2 separate regions of the Mus musculus genome follow, and region 2 is linked to region 1. Evidence: chromatin contacts called from public Hi-C data. All regions are on one chromosome and are shown on one strand. The core of a region is the stretch at or near the end of the contact, and the rest is flanking DNA. Distances in the headings are between cores, read along the strand shown. Region 1 overlaps Gm34719 (a long non-coding RNA gene). Region 2 has its middle 44 kb from the start of Gm40577.

The links. A called contact is a pair of places that touch in the nucleus more often than the background predicts.
Region 2: a contact with region 1 is called in a Hi-C map of cerebral cortex, with 6 times the contacts expected there. The contact joins two enhancer-like sites. A contact is called at or near these places in 1 of 39 promoter capture datasets (embryonic stem cells), 5 of 15 datasets of contacts at CTCF or cohesin (the NIH/3T3 cell line, embryonic stem cells, large pre-B cells and 1 more), 87 of 484 Hi-C or Micro-C datasets (the AtT-20 cell line, the Ba/F3 cell line, the C2C12 cell line and 47 more) and 13 of 115 datasets of contacts at active chromatin or transcription factors (the NIH/3T3 cell line, Th17 cells, astrocytes and 6 more).

Annotation. Positions count from the first base shown.
Region 1 is chr12:110,046,306-110,049,006 of GRCm38.p6, forward strand. Gm34719 (a long non-coding RNA gene) reads right to left here. Exons shown (of 3, transcript XR_873006.3): 3 at 123-518. Among named protein-coding and RNA genes, the nearest start is that of Gm40574, 23 kb to the left of the region's middle. Within about 2 kb of position 1,361, at least 10 of the 459 cell types and tissues checked have an H3K27ac peak or open chromatin away from gene starts, as enhancers often do. A contact at or near this core is called in cerebral cortex, where this site is marked.
Region 2 is chr12:110,372,287-110,374,987 of GRCm38.p6, forward strand. No RefSeq gene overlaps it. Among named protein-coding and RNA genes, the nearest start is that of Gm40577, 44 kb to the right of the region's middle. Within about 2 kb of position 1,390, at least 29 of the 459 cell types and tissues checked have an H3K27ac peak or open chromatin away from gene starts, as enhancers often do. A contact at or near this core is called in cerebral cortex, where this site is marked.

The DNA of each region.
Region 1 (2,701 bases), core at 111-2,610:
GAAACAATCTCAAGTTGTGCTGAAAGGGTTAAGCCTAGCACCCAGTCACCGGATCTCCAGCTGGGGAAACTGAGTCACGCTACCTCCAAGGGATTTGTTCCGTTGGAGCTGGAGAAGGGGGGATGAAGCAGTTCAGAACACTGTTGGGACCTCTCCCTTCCACCTGCTCAGCAAAAGATTTGCCAGAGAGGAAGCACTTCCGGAAAGGTCCCGGTGTCAAGAGCAGCTCCTAAGCGCACGCACGTTCTCCTCAGCGCTCCTTTGCCAGGAAGCCTCCAGAGCATTGTCACACTGAGGTGGAAAAGAAACACCAAGCACAGGAGGAAGCACTGGCTGGGTGGGGAGCTACAGACCTAAAGGAGCGGAAGCCATTTAATCCCTTTGCCATGAGGACTCCTTGTAATTAAGATCCTTGGGAACAAAGTGATTCCAGGGCATTTCATGGAAGCTCTGTCTTCACACAGTTCAGGTCAGCTGTAGGCACCGGCGTGGTCCTAATTGATGGCTCCCGTTGGGTCCTGAAAGAAAAGACGTAATTGGGGCCACACAAAACATGTCTCGCCCAATTACAAGAATCGGCACAGACGGGCTGACCTGTGACCTATAAAACAAAATTAAGATTTTTTTCCAACCTCACCAGGAGGTGTGTTGTATGTGTGTGTGGCAGGCCAGCTGCCCTCGGCTCCCAGTTCCCCAGTGGTGAGGAGACAGAACACATTGGGAGCCCTGGGAACAAGTGCCACAGGCTTCAAGTGGCTGTTGGGTGGCCTTTCAGTTGGGGGCCAAGGGTGGGGGCTGACACTCAAATTTTTGTCCCAGATGCCCAGATATATGTGGCAAATGAGCAAGTTCTTTTCTATTGGGCCCTGGGTACCAGCAAGCCTGTTCTTTATAAACAAACCAAAATCGCCAACAACCCTGAGACGTGTTAATTATGTTTAGCCAGAAAAATTAAAGGGACTCGGGAGGGGAGGGCTGTGGAAAGGTCTTCGGTGTCTTGAGAAAGTATCCTAGTCCCAGTCCCCACAAGCCTACTCTCTTCCTGCGAACCCCAAGCAGATGTCCAGACTCTAGGGCAAGGGCTGAGCCCGGGTTCTCCAAGGCTTTTCTCCATCCACTCTTCAGCCTCCTCTCCTGGGGAGCTGTTTCCCATCTCATAGGGAGAAGCCCTGTGGATGAATCAACCATCCTTCAACCCATCACCCATCAGGAACCTCTGACAGCAAAGAGGTGGAGGCAGGCCCTCAGCTCCCCAGGAAGACACCCTAAGAAGTGGACCTTTGCCTTCCTGCAGCAAGTGTGGAGCCAGGAGAAGTGCAGTGAGCAGCCAACTCCCTTCCTTCTCTCTGCAAATCAACACGGTCCCCCAGACTTGCTCTTGGCACGCATTGCTTAACTGCTGCTGTTTTCTCTGAAGTCGCTGCAGAGAGTCAGATAGTGAGCTGGCATGCTCTTTTGAAATGTTTACCGTGTTCCTTAAAGCAAGGGACACGCTGGTTCCTAAACTAATTTGGGGTCGCTAGATCTTTTTTCTCCTTTTGGAAAAATCTCTGCAGTAAACACAGGACTTAAGTATAACTCAGATGCATCGGGGAGTCAAGTAAACAGACCCGGGGCTTTCGGGAAGACAGACTCGTGTAGATCTGCCCAGAGAAACTTATTCTCAGTTCCCCCACAGAAAGGCAAAGCAGTATGCGATCATTAAGCTGTAACAAGGAAGCACAGCCTGAAAACTGGGCGATAAATACCATCTGCTCTTGCCTTCCGTACAAGGAACCCCGAGAACGAACACCCTAGGCTCAGCAGCCATGCTGCACAGGCTCCGCTGACATGTGTAAGGAAACACTTTCACATGCAAACTGCTTTGGAAAAAGAGATTTTTATTTGTAAAGTGTGTGAGTGTGTGAGAGACAGAGAGACAGAGAGGCAGAGACAGACACACACACACACACAGAGACAGACAGACTGTCTATTGGTCTGTCTGTCTGTAACTGGGGGAACTTGTAGAGGTCAAAAGCACTGGGTATCCCAGAGCTGGAGTTATAGGCAGTTGTGAGTCACTCAACTCAGGTGCTGGGAACAGAACTCAGGTCGTCTACAAGAGCAGTAAGCGCTCTTGACTGCTGAGCCGTCTCATCTCTCAAGAAAAGCCATGCAAGACGACCAATTGGAAAAGAAGCCTCAGCATCTCAGCCTAGCAGATAGTACAGTCCATAAAAAGTAAAATAAAATAAAATTAAAAAGGAAAGAAAATGGGGGGGGGAGAAAGAATTAGAACTCGGAGCTTCAGGATATGCATGTAACTTTCATGATAATAAAATAAACGAAACGCATCCACATAAGCCTGAAATCCCCGCACTCAAATTGAAGCTCGGGAGTTAGGATGACATTTATATGAATTTCACGTGGTATTTTGATTGCATGTCCCCCCTCCCCCAAGGAGTTCAAAGGCATTTATAGATACTCTGAGGATTGCTCTGATCCCCTGGTGAGGTGGCAAATTCTATTAGTTCGGTTGTTCAATTGGGAATCAAAACCTAGAAGCAGCCGAATGGCTGGGCAAAAACCATATGGCATGTTGCTGATAACGCCTTGGGAAAAGAACAGGTTCCTGAGCAACACTTCAAGCTCCCTGATTCTGTCCAAATTGCTTATTGCAATCTTTAAAAGTTACATTACGCCAAGGTGATTGTAAGGACAA
Region 2 (2,701 bases), core at 140-2,639, 330 kb after region 1:
GTTCACTTCTAGGAACTGACCCTAAGGCCGCAATCAAGGATTCCTACAGCGCCTAGCCCAGGGCTGCGCTGGCCAGGCCATGTGGCGAGTCAGTGTCCACACCCTGGGGGGCCTCCTCTGTGCAGTGCTGTGTAGCTGTGGGAAGCCAGGATTTTGGCTAGATGGCATGAAGCTGGCATTAAAACCAGTGAAAAGGTCAGGATGGGAACAACTGTACGTGGATGTCCTTGACGGGAAGCTGTTTGGGCATTCGTTTGAAAATGTCCCGGACTGAAGAAGCACCCTGACCTTCCTGCCAATTCCTAGGGCCCCCCAACCAGCCCCTTCCTGAAATTTGGTACCTAAAGCCAGAGCCCAGACCTCTCCCTGCCCCTCCAAATCCCTGGCCTCGCCTACCACCCCTGGGAAGCAGATGATGGAATCTTACTGGTGAACTGGCTTTGCTGACTACCCCATTTCTTTTTACCCTTCCACATCATCTGAAAGGAGCAGAGAAGCGAAGCAAGCTAGGGCGTTGGCTGGCTAGGGATTTGTCCCGATCCTACACCTCACCCCCTCCGCCACACATCCACACTCTTCCAGTCCCTCTCCCCACTTCCCTCCTGCTCAGGGCCTGTAGCAGCCTGCTCCAAAGCCCAGAAAAGGAAGAAGAAGAAAAAAAAAACCTAACAACAATAACAATGCTCAGAGTCAATTCGCCGAGCCTAGCCATGCTCACGGCTGTCTCTCAGAGCTGCCCCCTCCAGACTCAGTTTCTCTACCTGGGAAGGAAGCATAACCACACCCCGCCCCGGGACCAGTGAGAGTCTGTGGAAGGAACAGTGTATGGTGTGAAGGGGTACCCTCTGGAGGCTTCTCCTGGGGCCCCCAGACCCTGAAAAGCCAGAGCAGAACCAAGCCAATCGCTGCTTTAAAGACATACCACTCCCCTGACAGCCCGAGGGCCAGGCCAGCCATGAAGGCGGAATCAAGACCCCAACAGAATTCTGTAATGAACACTCTGCTGTCTCAGTTTATGAGAGAATACATAAGACGTGTAATTGCTTTTGTATTTCGGACACTCATTAGAAGAATAATAAATGTTATTATTTATTAATATGGCAATGAATCATTCAGTTTTTTAAATTAAACATTAAACCGCTAACAAATTAAATGTAAATTATTAGGCCCGCGGATGATGGAGAGGCTCCCCGGGGAGGGGGCAGCTCGCTGGCTGCGCAGAAGCACGCCGCATGTCCCGGGACACAGCCGCAGGGCCGGGGTGAAGCGAGGACAAGACGGCTTGTGGGCTCAGCCTGCCCCCTGCTGGTTATCAGCAGGAACGCAGCAGTCGCAAGCACCCCATCCGCCCAGCGCCAGACTCCTCTGGATCCTTCTAGAAGCAGCTACGCCACGGGCTGTCAGGCGCCTGCGCTCTTGTCCCGCATGAATTTTTGCTGCGCAGACCTAGTTGGGGAGGGCTATCTGGCTTGGAAATGCGTGCGCCCTTGAAAGAAAACCGCCTCCTCTGTCCTCTGCAGCCTGGACCATAGTTCCTGGTGCACTGTCGTCACTAATAAGCATCCACTTGTAGAAAAAAAAAAAAAAAGCACAGAGATCCTCAGTATCTAGCAGAGGTTGCACAGCCAGAAGCTGGCAGAGTAGGAGATTGCAGTCCACCTGTGTCCAGTCCAAAGCCTGTGTTTATCTTGTATTGCTTGTTGGCCCTCTCAGGAGTTGGGGTCCCAGGCTAGTCTTCTGGAACCCATAAAGAGACACCTGTGTAAGGAGCCAAGGGAGTTATTTCCAAAGGACTAAACACCACATACCAAGTTACCTAGTGCACATAGCTGTTCAATAAGGTAGGCGCACGCCCACGCCCATTCCCAGGATATGTAAGCTGAGGCTGAAAAAGACTGCAACAAGCAAGAAATTAGAACTAGTACCTGCCAACCCAGACTTGGCTCCTGATCACTCCAGAACCAGACCCCATTCCTCAGGAAGCAGTGAGCAATCCCTCTGCCCACTCGTGTGCCCACTCCCCTGTATAACACACACACATGCTGGCCAGTACCCATGCCTTAAGGGAACACTAAGCTCAAATCGTATGAGTCCTCGTATGAGGGCACTGGGGGGCGGGGGGCGCGGGGGAGAACCGGGGTGGGTCCCTGACGCCGACAGTGCTAGTACGGCTGCTCTCTGGGACCTCCAGTTTATTCTTTAAGGAAGATCTCAGGAATTGAGCCACTGAACACTGAAGCCCCAGTCCCACAAAGTAAGGCTTCTAGGAAATACCCCAGACACTCGCTGAGACAGACTTCTGGGAAGGGGCTCACAGCCCACCCCAAACTGAGGGGGTTAGCCCTCTGCCGTCAGCCCAGGCTGCTGGGACAGGGAAGTCCAGCCCATAGGCAAGCCCTGGCTGCAGCTATGGGGTCTGAGGGCAGATGCACACCTGGGGGTCCTGGTCCTCTCTTTTACTCCTTATCTGTGTGTGATCTCCGCCCTGGGCTACCCCTTGGCTCCCCACAATACCCTTCCTGCCTTGGTCAGTCTAAGTGGATATCTGCTACACAGAAAGCCACTCTCTGTCAGATTATCACGTTATCCCCTCATAATAGGTACAACAATTATAAGCACCCATCAAGCCTGGCTGACGGACCCTACATCATAGGGCAGATTGAGCCACGGTTTGTTTCCCTGTGTCTCCCCTGCCCCTCTG